2 separate regions of the Mus musculus genome follow, and region 2 is linked to region 1. A link is a contact called in public Hi-C data. All regions are on one chromosome and are shown on one strand. The core of a region is the stretch at or near the end of the contact, and the rest is flanking DNA. Distances in the headings are between cores, read along the strand shown.

Evidence for each region. A called contact is a pair of places that touch in the nucleus more often than the background predicts.
Region 2: a contact with region 1 is called in a Hi-C map of B cells, with 11 read pairs. The contact joins the enhancer-like site here to the promoter of Rhot2 in region 1. A contact is called at or near these places in 2 of 39 promoter capture datasets (the C10 cell line and fetal liver), 1 of 484 Hi-C or Micro-C datasets (B cells), 6 of 115 datasets of contacts at active chromatin or transcription factors (bone marrow-derived macrophages, embryonic stem cells and pancreatic cancer cells) and 3 of 9 other capture datasets (adipose tissue, liver and pancreatic islet).

The regions. Positions count from the first base shown.
Region 1 is chr17:25,840,994-25,846,570 of GRCm38.p6, forward strand. Rhot2 (ras homolog family member T2) reads right to left here and starts at 3,532. Exons shown (of 19, transcript NM_145999.3): 1 at 3,407-3,532; 2 at 3,262-3,320; 3 at 3,096-3,177; 4 at 2,948-2,991; 5 at 2,114-2,167; 6 at 1,373-1,425; 7 at 1,187-1,295; 8 at 997-1,098; 9 at 764-862; 10 at 566-674; 11 at 369-489; 12 at 59-143. The coding sequence starts at 3,443. Wdr90 (WD repeat domain 90) reads right to left here. Exons shown (of 41, transcript NM_001163766.1): 35 at 5,531-5,577; 36 at 5,247-5,421; 37 at 5,006-5,136; 38 at 4,778-4,921; 39 at 4,586-4,705; 40 at 4,382-4,466; 41 at 3,741-4,232. The coding sequence ends at 4,075.
Region 2 is chr17:26,009,143-26,014,719 of GRCm38.p6, forward strand. Rab11fip3 (RAB11 family interacting protein 3 (class II)) reads right to left here. Exons shown (of 14, transcript NM_001162868.2): 5 at 4,632-4,775. Among named protein-coding and RNA genes, the nearest start is that of Capn15, 26 kb to the left of the region's middle. Within about 2 kb of position 3,094, at least 106 of the 459 cell types and tissues checked have an H3K27ac peak or open chromatin away from gene starts, as enhancers often do. A contact at or near this core is called in B cells and pancreatic islet, where this site is marked.

The sequences.
Region 1 (5,577 bases), core at 2,282-4,781:
CTATGGTGACAAGTTTCTTTGCGGGGAGGGGTGTCAAGGCGTGAGGTGACGTGCTTACCTGGTCATGCTTCTCGAACATCCGCTGCACAAACTGGTAGCCACGATGGTTGAGCTCTGTGCTGCAGCCAGGGGGGACATGGAGCCTGTGGGGATGCACTTTAACTGTCACAAGGCAGGGTTACTGTCACCTGTGACAGTTAAAAGTGCCTGGGCAGTCAGGCACTCCCAACAGAACCTCTGGTTACACGGTTGGGGCTAAGCAAGGGGGGAGCTAATGAGTGTGTGCTCAGAGACCAAGCTAAAGTCCCCAGGCCACAAGGATTGACCCCAAGAGGATAAGCACCACTGCCCACCAGCCTACAACTCACGCTGGATAGAGGTAGTCGGGCGTTAGCTCCAGTGAGTCACTGTAACCAAAGCGCCGCAGGATGGTCCACGTGGTCTCGTGCCGGCCACGCTGGATGAAGAGTGTGTTCAGGAAGAGGAAGCCTGTGGGAAGGTGGAAGGTTAGTACACCGCCTTGCCACTCCCCACACATCAGGATATAAGGTGATGTCTGCCTCACCTTCCAGGGTCAGCCGGTCATTCTGCACACCACCTGACACGTTCTTGCACACCACCCTCTTCACATCCTCCAGGGCCTGTGGGGCCAGGGGATGGCCAAAGCAGGACTTCTGCCTCCGGTAAGAGAGTGCTTCAGATCAGTCAGCTATCCTGATGACCCTCTCACAAGGGCAGCTAGGGTGTCAGGGCAGGACCACACCTGGAAGGCATTGAGTTCCTCGTCGCTCAGCCCGTGGTCTCGGTCCTGGTCCGACAGCCTGAAGATGCGTGTGAGCGCCTGGGCGCATGCAGGCCTGAGCTGCAGGGACACAACACCAAGTGGCCCTTTTCCTGGCCACCCTGTCGGTACGCGTATTTACTTGTACTCCTTATCCAAGGCCCACATGGATGGGCCTTCGAGAAATAGGTGTGTGGCCCTCATCCACTACTTACCTGTTTGGCCTCAGGGTCATAAAGGGGGGCTGTGGGATGCAGAACAGCCTTCTGGGCATAGTAGAACAGCTCTGAGATATTCCTCAAGTGCTTGGCTGAACACTGGACAAGGGTGAGGGCAGGCTCAGGAGGGACCCATGACAGATCTAGGGAGCTGCTTCAGGGTCTTACCACAGCCCTCCCTGCTCACCTCCACGCAGGTCTCTATCTCAGGAAACTGGCTCATGATGGGCAGCACAGCCTCCATGGTACTCCCCGGCCGCAGGTCAGACTTATTGCCCACCAGGATGATGGGCAACCTGGGAGAGAGGCCATGATCACCAGGGATGGGGAGCAGGTGGGCTCTAGTCCCCCTAGCTGAGGCCCTGCTGGTCACCTGGGCCCTGTCGCCGTCCTGCCATTCACAAGCGGGATCCACTTGGTTCGGATCTGAAAGACCAAGTCCAAGTGTGAGGCGAGAGCAAGCGCATGCGCATGCTCACCAGCCCATGCTCTTCTTCCTGGGGCTACACAAGCTTTCAGAGTGCAGGAGCAAGCTGGTGGGAGACTGCAGACGACAGACAGGGACTTGTCCGATTCTCCCCAAGCAAGCTGGGATATGAGGAGAACACTTCCTAGCTCAGAGCTGTGGGGGTTCCTGAAAGGCTCAACAGACGTGAGGCTAGGAGAAAGGGCTGAGCATCAAGAGCCACTGTGTACTGTCCAGGCCAACTGCCAACTAAGCCAGGCACTAGGACAAGGAGGGCTAGAGAGATAGCTCAGTGGTTAAGAGCACTGACTGCTCTGCCAGAGGTCCTGAGTTCAATTCCCAGCAACCACATGGTGGCTCACAACCATCTGAGGACCTCTTCTGGTGTGTCTGAAGACAGCTAAATGTATTCATATAAACAAATGAGCTTTTTTTTTCTTTTTTTGGTTTTATTTTTTTTTTTTTGAGACAGGGTTTCTCTGTGTAGCCCTGGCTGTCCTGGAACTCAGGCTGTCCTCGAACTCAGAAATCCGCCTGCATATGCCTCCCAAGTGCTGGGAGTAAAGGCGTGTGCCACCACGCCCGGCTCAAATGAGTCTTAAAACAACAACAACAACAAAATGGCCAAGGAGATCCCCTCTTGCTTACCTTCTCAATGGTGGTCTCCTCAGACACATCGTACACCACACACACTACATTTGCCTAAAGGAAAGCAAGGCACAGGGTAAGCATAGTCTGCCGGCTCACTATGGACAGTACAGGCCACTCCTGGCCATGTCCCGGGTGCTCACAGCAGGATGGGTAGGGCTCTGAGGCCAGGAAAGTCCACCTTTGCCAAGCAGGCCTCTCCCTGCCAACACTCCCTAAGAGACACCAGACCCTAGCACCATGGCTCTAGACAGCACATCCTGGACTTATGACAGACCTATCACACGCAGGTTACAGTCCCAAGGCAGGTCTCTCTCACTTTCTATCTCAGTACAAGCAGCAAGGATGCTGCAGATGCAAGCAAGGAGACACTGCACCCTGACCAAGTGACCAAGTGACCTGCACCTATAGGACACAAAGAAGGCTGAAGGACTGCATTCAGGAACATAGTAAACTCTGGCATCAGGGAACGCCTAGTTAAGATGGCATCCACTACAGCCTAGGGAGGAATAGTACTGGGGAACCGAAGTATGTTAAGGAAAAGCAATGAAGGGTGTGTGTGTGTGTGTGTGTGTGTGTGTGTGTGTGTGTCTGCTCCCCTCAGACCCTGGGATGGATCACTAATGGCAGTACTGGCCAGGTCCTGATTCCCAGAAAGCTATGATCTGGAAAAGCCAACAATACTCAGCCGTGAAGGTCACAGCTGAATTATCAGGGTCAAGCAGAGTCACCTAATCCAGCCGCCAGGAAAGGAAGCCGATTAAGACTAGATGGCAGCAAGTTAGGACCAAAGAATTGGGCTCAGTACCCAAGGGCCTGCAAGATGCACCGCACCTTGTGGATCTCCTCCTGAAGTTCTTCCTCTGTCTGCTCCGCTTCTAAAAGGAAAAAGAATGCTATGTAGAATGGCTGTTGCGCTCGATTCAGACCGGCTGCAGGCTCAATACACACCGGCTGGGGGGCAGCATTTGGAGATAGATACCTGAGTAATCCACGATATGAGTGGGCACCTTCTCCGGGGTGACGTCGGCGGGGATGGTTATCTCCTCCGCGCGGGCAGGGACCTGCAACAGGTGGGTCAGTATTGAATGCGGAGCGGCTGCCCAGAGCCTGGCATCCGCCCTAAGTGCCCAGTCCGCCCCGCGCACCTCCTCGGGAAACTCCTCGCCGACCAGCGACAGGATCAGAGACGTCTTCCCCACCTGGGCTGCGCGGGGAGAGGGAACAGTAGTCAGGAGCACCGCCGAGGTCACGGCGACCCTACCGGTCTTCCCGCGGCCCCAGCGCACCTACCCTCGCCCAGCAGCAGGATGCGAACATCGCGCCGCATGGCTGCTGCCCGCAGCAGCACCCCAAACCCACCCCTCCCGGCCCGGCCCGGCCCAAGTAGACCCAATCCCAACCCCAACCCTCTCCTTCAACCCGCTCAGGCCCCCGCACTTCCTGTCTTCAGTACCGCCCTCACCCAAGCTTCCGGTCCCGCCCACACAGCACCAGCTAGTGGTTGGGCTAAGGCAAGGCGCCCGCGCCCGCCTGCCAGTAGAGTGTTCCTGACTCTGCAGGTGGTGCAAACAACTCAGACTCAACGGGCTCCTCGGGAGGAAAGGGTGAGCTCAGGCCAGAAGTGATGCAAAGACACAATTTATGGGACAATAAAACAATGTATCGCTATAATAAATGCCAGTGTTTATTTCCTTAAACTGTACAAAATAAAAACAATAAAACAACCTTCATGTGAAAAACAACCCAGTATGCCAAGTTTTGTGTAGGAGGGAGTGGTTCTGAGGGTCAAAACCACACTTCACAGATTCTAAGTCACTGCCACACCCTCAGCCTCCTTGAATCTTTTCAGATTTCACCCAAATTCCAAACAATGCAGTTCTGAAGCCTGTCCCAGCCATCCTGGCTCGGCATACAGCAATCCACAGTCTGGCTTTTCTGCCTATGTTCCTAGCAATAGCTCAGGGATCGGTGACTTCCCACACCAGGATCTCGTTGTGAGCAGCTGTGAAGAGCAGTCTGCCAGATGGAGTGAACCTACACAGGTGGACCGAGTCATCATGGCCTTCCAAGTCCTGGGCAGTCCCTGACGCACAGTCTAGGAGCCTCATCATGCACTCTGTGGGTAGATGACAGGGTGCTCTGAGTACTGACACCTTGCTGGGAACCTTGCTGAGGGGAGCAGGGCCATGACATCTACGCCCCCAAACCTGCTATGGCTGAGGACTGTCAAAGCTGCCCTCTCTATGTGTGTCGACCAGCACTCACCAGCAAAACCAACCACCATGAGCTGAGATCCTGGGGACAGGCTCAAAGACATGGCAAAGAAGGGCAGAGGTGTCTTCTGTATCACCTGTAGGAAAACAATATGACACTGAGGTCTCCTGCCAGGGACAAAGCCCAGGCTCCATGGCCTTCTAACCCTATGACACAGCCCTGGATGTCCACCTACAGAGCAGTGATCGCACAAACCTGCTTCTGACGGAGGCTGTAGAAGATGACCTCCTCATGTGCACCCAGGCCCACACACACCAGTATCGCCTTATCCCAAGGGCAGAAGGCAGCAAGAGAGGGGGGCAGGAGGCCTGGAGCCTGTGGAAAGCAGTATGTTGTGCTGGGTTGTGCAGACTCCAATCCCCACCCACATGACCGTGGAACTCTTACCTCTGAGACAGCAGGTGCAGGAAAGCTCAACCATTCCAGGAGTTCACAGCGGTCCCGGAGCCAGTCAGAGACCCAGATGCTGACACGTTGGTCCCCACTTGCAGCCAGCCACAGTTCTACACCCTCTACCCCTAGGTCTCCATACTGGGAGAAATGAGGGATGTGAGAATCTGCTGCCTGCCCACAGCACCCCAAACCCCTCCCCACCATCACCTGAGCTTGCCTTACTTCTTTGCTCGTGCTCTGGATAGCAGAAATTGGAGCACCCCGGTGGTCACTGAGCACACGGAAGGTCATTCCTGTGCAGGGGTGGCTTATAGCCACAAGTCCGTCCTTATCTCCAGATAGGATGGTCTGACCTGTGGCAGATGGAGACTATGATGCCATTATGTGAGCCCAACCCACAACCTGGAAGTGTGGTGCAGGCTAGCTGAGGTGGGCACGTGACTCTGTGGCCGCGTCTGCTCACCGTCGGTGGAGAAGGCGATGGCTGTCAGAGCGGTCCGGTGGGGGTGCATCTTGAGTTCCATTGCTGTACGAGAGATACTGAAGACTCGAAGTGTGCCATCGCTGTAGCCGGCCACCACCTGCTGCTGCTCTGGGAGTTCACAGGACGGGGGCGTCCACGCAAGGCAGAGACAGCTCTAGTGTTGCATGGAGGAGAAATCAGCATGGCCCCAGGAAGGAAGAGGACAGAGGGAGCCGAGCACATGACCGACACCCTCCCCCCCCCCACCAGATCTCCCAACCTACCTGGTTCAGCACCTGAAACTGGATCACCAGCTCCATGCTGGCCAAAG
Region 2 (5,577 bases), core at 1,844-4,343, 170 kb after region 1:
GCACCTAGCTCTAAGCCATTGGCCACTGTCATGTCCCCAAGTACTTCTGAAGCCATTATCTCAATTGACTGGCTATCACACAGGCCCTCCTGTGACAGAAGAGTGTGTAATCGTTTTGACCTGGGTCCTGAAACTTCACACTGCAAATATCTGTAGGACGGGGATTTAGAACCCCTTCCTGAAACCATCCCAGAGCAGTAACACCTATGGCAGCAAGAACAGGCTGAACATGCCTCTTCTGAGCCAGTCAGAGCATGGCCTCCCTTCTGAAGCTGTGGCCGTGTGTTCAGGCACAAGAACCACCTGTTTCAGCTCACGGCTTCCTCTTCTTTCAAGGGCCAGGCAGGCAATCTACCTGGAGCGGTGCGTGCTGCACAAGCCACCCCTTTATCACTGCAGCTGGGTTCAGAATCATCCTTTGTGGTGGCTCTGGGACATACACTGCTGGGATCCATTTTCATTTGTGATGCTACATTGTGCCACTAGAGGGCACTGGAGAGACAATGCTGATAGCATGTAGCCTACAGAGGGCTGAGCTGTGCCATTTCGACAGGGCTGTAGACTGCTGAGGGAAGGGTGGTAGTGGGATTTGGATCTCTTGGATGCTGTTTGCTATTCCTGCTCCTCAGGATCCTTGACAATGCACGGGTGGGCACCTGTGCATTCACTCTCACTGCGCAGTTCCTGAGCAGCTACTGTTTGGCTCCCTCTCCTGACTGGACTCCTGACTAGCAGTGTACAAATGTGCTGATGTCTTACAATCACGGACACTCCTTGAACAATTAGAGCAGATTGCTCTGTGTAACTATCAGGCTCTGGACCACTAAATCCCGCAACAGTTTACAATTTTCAAAATATACCTCTGAGTAAGTCAGACTGCTTGGTTTCTATAAAATGGATTGTTTTGACTGATGCTCCCAGGTACCTAAAGAACACAGTAGCTACAAGAGCACTTCGCGGCCCTCCCTGTTCTATGGTGAGGTCATGAAGTTTATCCCGAGGCAATCCAGGATGGCCAGGAGGCATGACTCAGCTCTTTCGCTAGTATTCAGGTACTAGTATCATCTGTGTCCTAACTAACAGGAAAGTCTCTCTACACCTGCAGAGCCTTTACCCGGGAGAGGTCCCACTGGTCATGTTGAGTCACATACTAGTCTGACACTGCCCCAAGAGGCCTAACTGGCATGATCACCATCATCTTCCAGGCAGGTTTTCAGCACTGGAAACGTCTTCAGTGACTGAGGCAACATACGGATCTTCCTTTACAACATATCTGTAACTCAAAGCCACTCACTCATCAATAGCAGGATGGCTCACCAGCAGGAAGAACACAGCTGGCTCCTTCCTAGCACTGAATGCATGGCAGGGGAAAGCCTGTGTGCCCTATACTGGGAACTGGACGGGTTTCTGGAATCACCAGAGACCGGATTTTTATTTTCAAGTCTTGCCAAAACATGCCCTCAAAGGATACTACTGGATTCGTGGCCAGGACCCCAGCAGGCTCCCTCTGATCCTTCCCAACTGGCCAAGATCCTACTTCACTGGATATTGGTTAAAGGCCTCCAGCTTTGTGATGCTGCACAGAACACAGGGAAAAAGCTAAGTCACAGGTACCACGACGGGTTATGGCACAGGGTCTGGAACAGGACGGAGGTGTAGATCCAGTCCTGCAATGGCGGGGCAGGCAAGGGGCAGCCGCTCACAGACCTCCAAGTGTGTTCCACTCCCGAGATGCTCTGCCTTCCTGCAGTAACAGTGCTGCCCGACAGGAGCCTGTGTGGCCACTCGCCACCTAAGCCTAGCAGGAGATGCTATTGGTAGCGTCACATACCGCCTAATCTTCTCCAGACCCTTCTCCTAAAAGTCCCCCAGCCAGGGGCGTGTCCCTCTTCACACCAAGCCAATGGCATCTGGCGAATGTTGAGGTGAACAAAGAACCCAAAGATGTTTCCTATGAGTATGTGAAGTTGCAAATAGCCAGCAAGGAAACTTAGCTGCAATGCTGGTTCTGTTGGGCCTGGTCACAGAGACAGTGGGACAAAGGGCAGAGATAAGAGATGCACAGGCAGAGGAGCAGCAGGCGTGAGGTGTAAAGTGGTAATGCTAAGTCCTCTGAATTCAACCCTGCCTACAAACTCGAGGCCCCCAGAGCACAGGTGAGCACGACTAACATTCCAGGAAACAAACTATTCATGAATTTTGTCCTGATTTTTCTTTTTCTTTTTTTCTTTTTTTTTTTTTTTTTTGAGGCAGGGTTTCTCTGTATAACCCTGACTCTCCTGGAACTCACTCTGTAGATCAGGCTGGCCTTGAACTCAGAAATCCGCCTGCCTCTGCCTCCAGAGTGCTGGGATTAAAGGTGTGCGCCACCGTGCCTGGCTTGTCCTACTTTTTCAAGACAGGATTTCTCTGTGTAGCCCTGGCTGTCCTGGAGCTCGCTCTACAGACCAGTCTGGCCTCAAACTCAGAGATCTGCCTGTCTCTGCTGGATTAAAAGTGTGTGCTACCACCTCCCAGCAACAAATTTGATTTCAAAAACCCATCTTTAAATTCCCTACTCTGGTTCCTGTGCCTCATTTTTATAAAGTGCTGGAGTATCCTCTTTCACGTGTTAGATTGTTTTCTCCAACAAGGACAGCAGCCAACAAGGTAGCCACCTCCATAAAGGAGACAGGACATAGGCAGCTAGCGAGATCAAGGCATGCAGGGACAGCTGGGCCGCAGGAGAGTCCCAATGTCAGAGTGCCTGGCTAGAAGAGGTGACCAGAGCAGGAGCACCGCGGACAGCACCCAGCAGAGGGCAGCACTGCAGCGGGAGTCTCCGGCAGCACAGGTAACACCAGGTCCTCGTTACCTATTCATCTCAAGATCAGTCAGGCGGGCAGACAGATCCTCAAGGCGGTTGATCTGTTTATGGCACTGGCTACAGTAAAACTCAAAGGCCTCGTCAGTGAGGACGTCGCACAGCTTTGAGGCAAGAGGGTTGGAGCTAGAAAGACAGAGGGTCAGTCAGGAGAGAGAGAGGAGGCCCGCTTAGGTTATCTTTGCCAGGCACAGGGAGGAGGTGTTAACTGCACAAGTCAGACGCAGGGGAAGGGAATGAACTGTCCGAGGTGCTGGCTGTGCTCTTGCAACTACCATGAGCCCCGCCTTACACCACCCTGGGGAGCCTGGACACCCACCAGCTAGACACATGCCCCCTGCTGGCCAGTGAGAGCTATAACACAGAACCCCACTTAATAGTGGGCAATGTATCCTTATCCCCTGTGGAAGTCACCTGAATGTGACATCAAAGTGTGCCTCCAGGGGAGTTTATTTGCTGGGTTTCTGTCATTTTGAGATGATATTACTGTCTCAAACAAACAAACGAAAGGTGCATTGGCAGACTTGTGCTTTTGAGATCCGTGCTAACTTGGGATTCTGTCAACCTTGTGGGGATGCTGGGGCTCAACTCCCATGATTCCAATTCAACAAGCTCTTAGTGCACTATCATGATGCATCTGTTCTGGGCAACCTCATCCCTAGGGTAGGACCCACAGGCCATGGGAAGCTGATCTGGAAGTTCAATTGAAGAACTTCCGAAAGAAAGGAATATATAAAATGTAGTGTGGAAATTACAATTTAGATTAAAAACACCAGGCAGGAGATGGGGCAAACTTCACAAACAGGAGAGACTGCCACATGGATGCACAAATGCCAAATTCTGGAATAAGTCCACTACTTCAACTCAAAGTCCCTAGGACTCCTCGAAGGAGGACTGAGTGCCCAGGACGCACTCAGAGATCCCACTTCACAGCCAGTGCACCTTTGAGGTGGTATATGAGCAGGAGGCCCAGGTGAAGCTTACAGGTAGCCCTCCTAGCACTGGTTCCACATGTCTGTGCTGTCATGGTAACCGAGCTGAAGTAGACACAAAAGCATCACAAAATTCAGGAACATGAAAGCAAACAGGAGATGTTGGCAATATGGAAGAGCTGTCCAGACAGGTCCAGGCCCCACTGAGAGGCAGTGGTTTCCTTAGATGGAAAGCTCAGGAGGGACTACCTGGGCCTTCAGACAAGCCAGGCAGGGTCTAGTGAGCACACAAGTCAATGTCCTGAGGCACAACTTAAAGAGAGTGAGCATCTTCATCATGCCTACTCGATATCATAGCTGAGAACTTTTCAGAAAACTTGGCCAATATTAGCACATATGGCCTGGCTTATGATTCTTTTTTTTTTTTTTTTTTTAAATTTATTTATTATATGTAAGTACATTGTAGCTGTCTTCAGACATTCCAGAAGAGGGAGTCAGATCTCGTTACGGATGGTTGTGAGCCACCATGTGGTTGCTGGGATTTGAACTCTGGACCTTTGGAAGAGCAGTCGGGTGCTCTTACCCACTGAGCCATCTCACCAGCCCGCTGGCTTATGATTCTATAGTGTCCCTCAAAACCAGCCACAGGCCATAGAGTAATCAGTGACAGACAAGAGGATCTCAGCTAGACTTCACTCTGAGACAGGCTCAGAACTTGTCTGTGTGGTTTTAGCTACACAGACAAAGCAAGCCTCCTGACCAGCAAGGCCCAACAGAGGGGCTTCCCCAGCACTAGGTGTAGAGAGGGAGTAGATCATGACAGTGCAAGGTGTCACCTGGGGGTGAGAAAAGCAGGGTCCTCGCCGTCCCCATCGCAGAGGGTCTCCGGGGATAGTTCTGCCTCATTGCCCTCACCATAATCTTCAAAATGTTCCTCACTGCCAATCACCATGACGACAGCTTGGCTGTGGGGGCGGGATCTACAAAAGACAGAAGCAATTCTGAGTCACGGCCACAGGCACCCAGGCACCTGATGAGATGCGTACTATTCGACAAGCCACAGGTCTGAGCTCCATCACTGCAGGAGCCACACTGCTAAAACAGAACAGAAGCAGAAACAGGTGAGACCCATTTCCAAGAAGTGAGCTGCTACGTAAGCCATCACTTCAAAGGGGTATAAGGGAGACAATAAGGTGACAGACCATGCTAAGAGCTGTCAGTAGAGTCAGCCCTTTTGGTTCAAACCACAGTACTCCAACAGGGTTGTGGCTTTCAGTTTGACACCCATGAAGCTCACACACGTGGCCAGTCTTAGCAGCTGGACATCAGTAAAAGTGTAGGATCCCGTGCTGTCACAGCTGTCCTTCTTACCTGTGTACTCCCTTCCTGGATCTACTAAGGTCTAAAGAAATAGAACAACTTGCACTGGGTGATGGTGGTGCATGCCTTTAATACCAGCACTTGGGAGGCAGAGGCAGGTAGATCTCTGTGAGTTCGAGGCCAGCCTAGTCTAGAGAGTGAGTTCCAGGACAGCCAGGGCTACGCCGAGAAATCTTGTCTTCAAAAACAAAACAAACAGAAAATATAAAACAAAAAATTTAACAGATAAACAATTACGTCTTTCAGTAACTTTTTTTGTAGTACTGGGGCTAGAACCTAGGACTTGTACACACTGAGCAGTCAACCTTTTAAAGTGTTTGTTATTATTATTGTTGTTTTGAGACAGGGTCTCACTATATAGCTCTTGGGTAGCCCGCAACTCAAGAGGTAACCCAGGCTTGC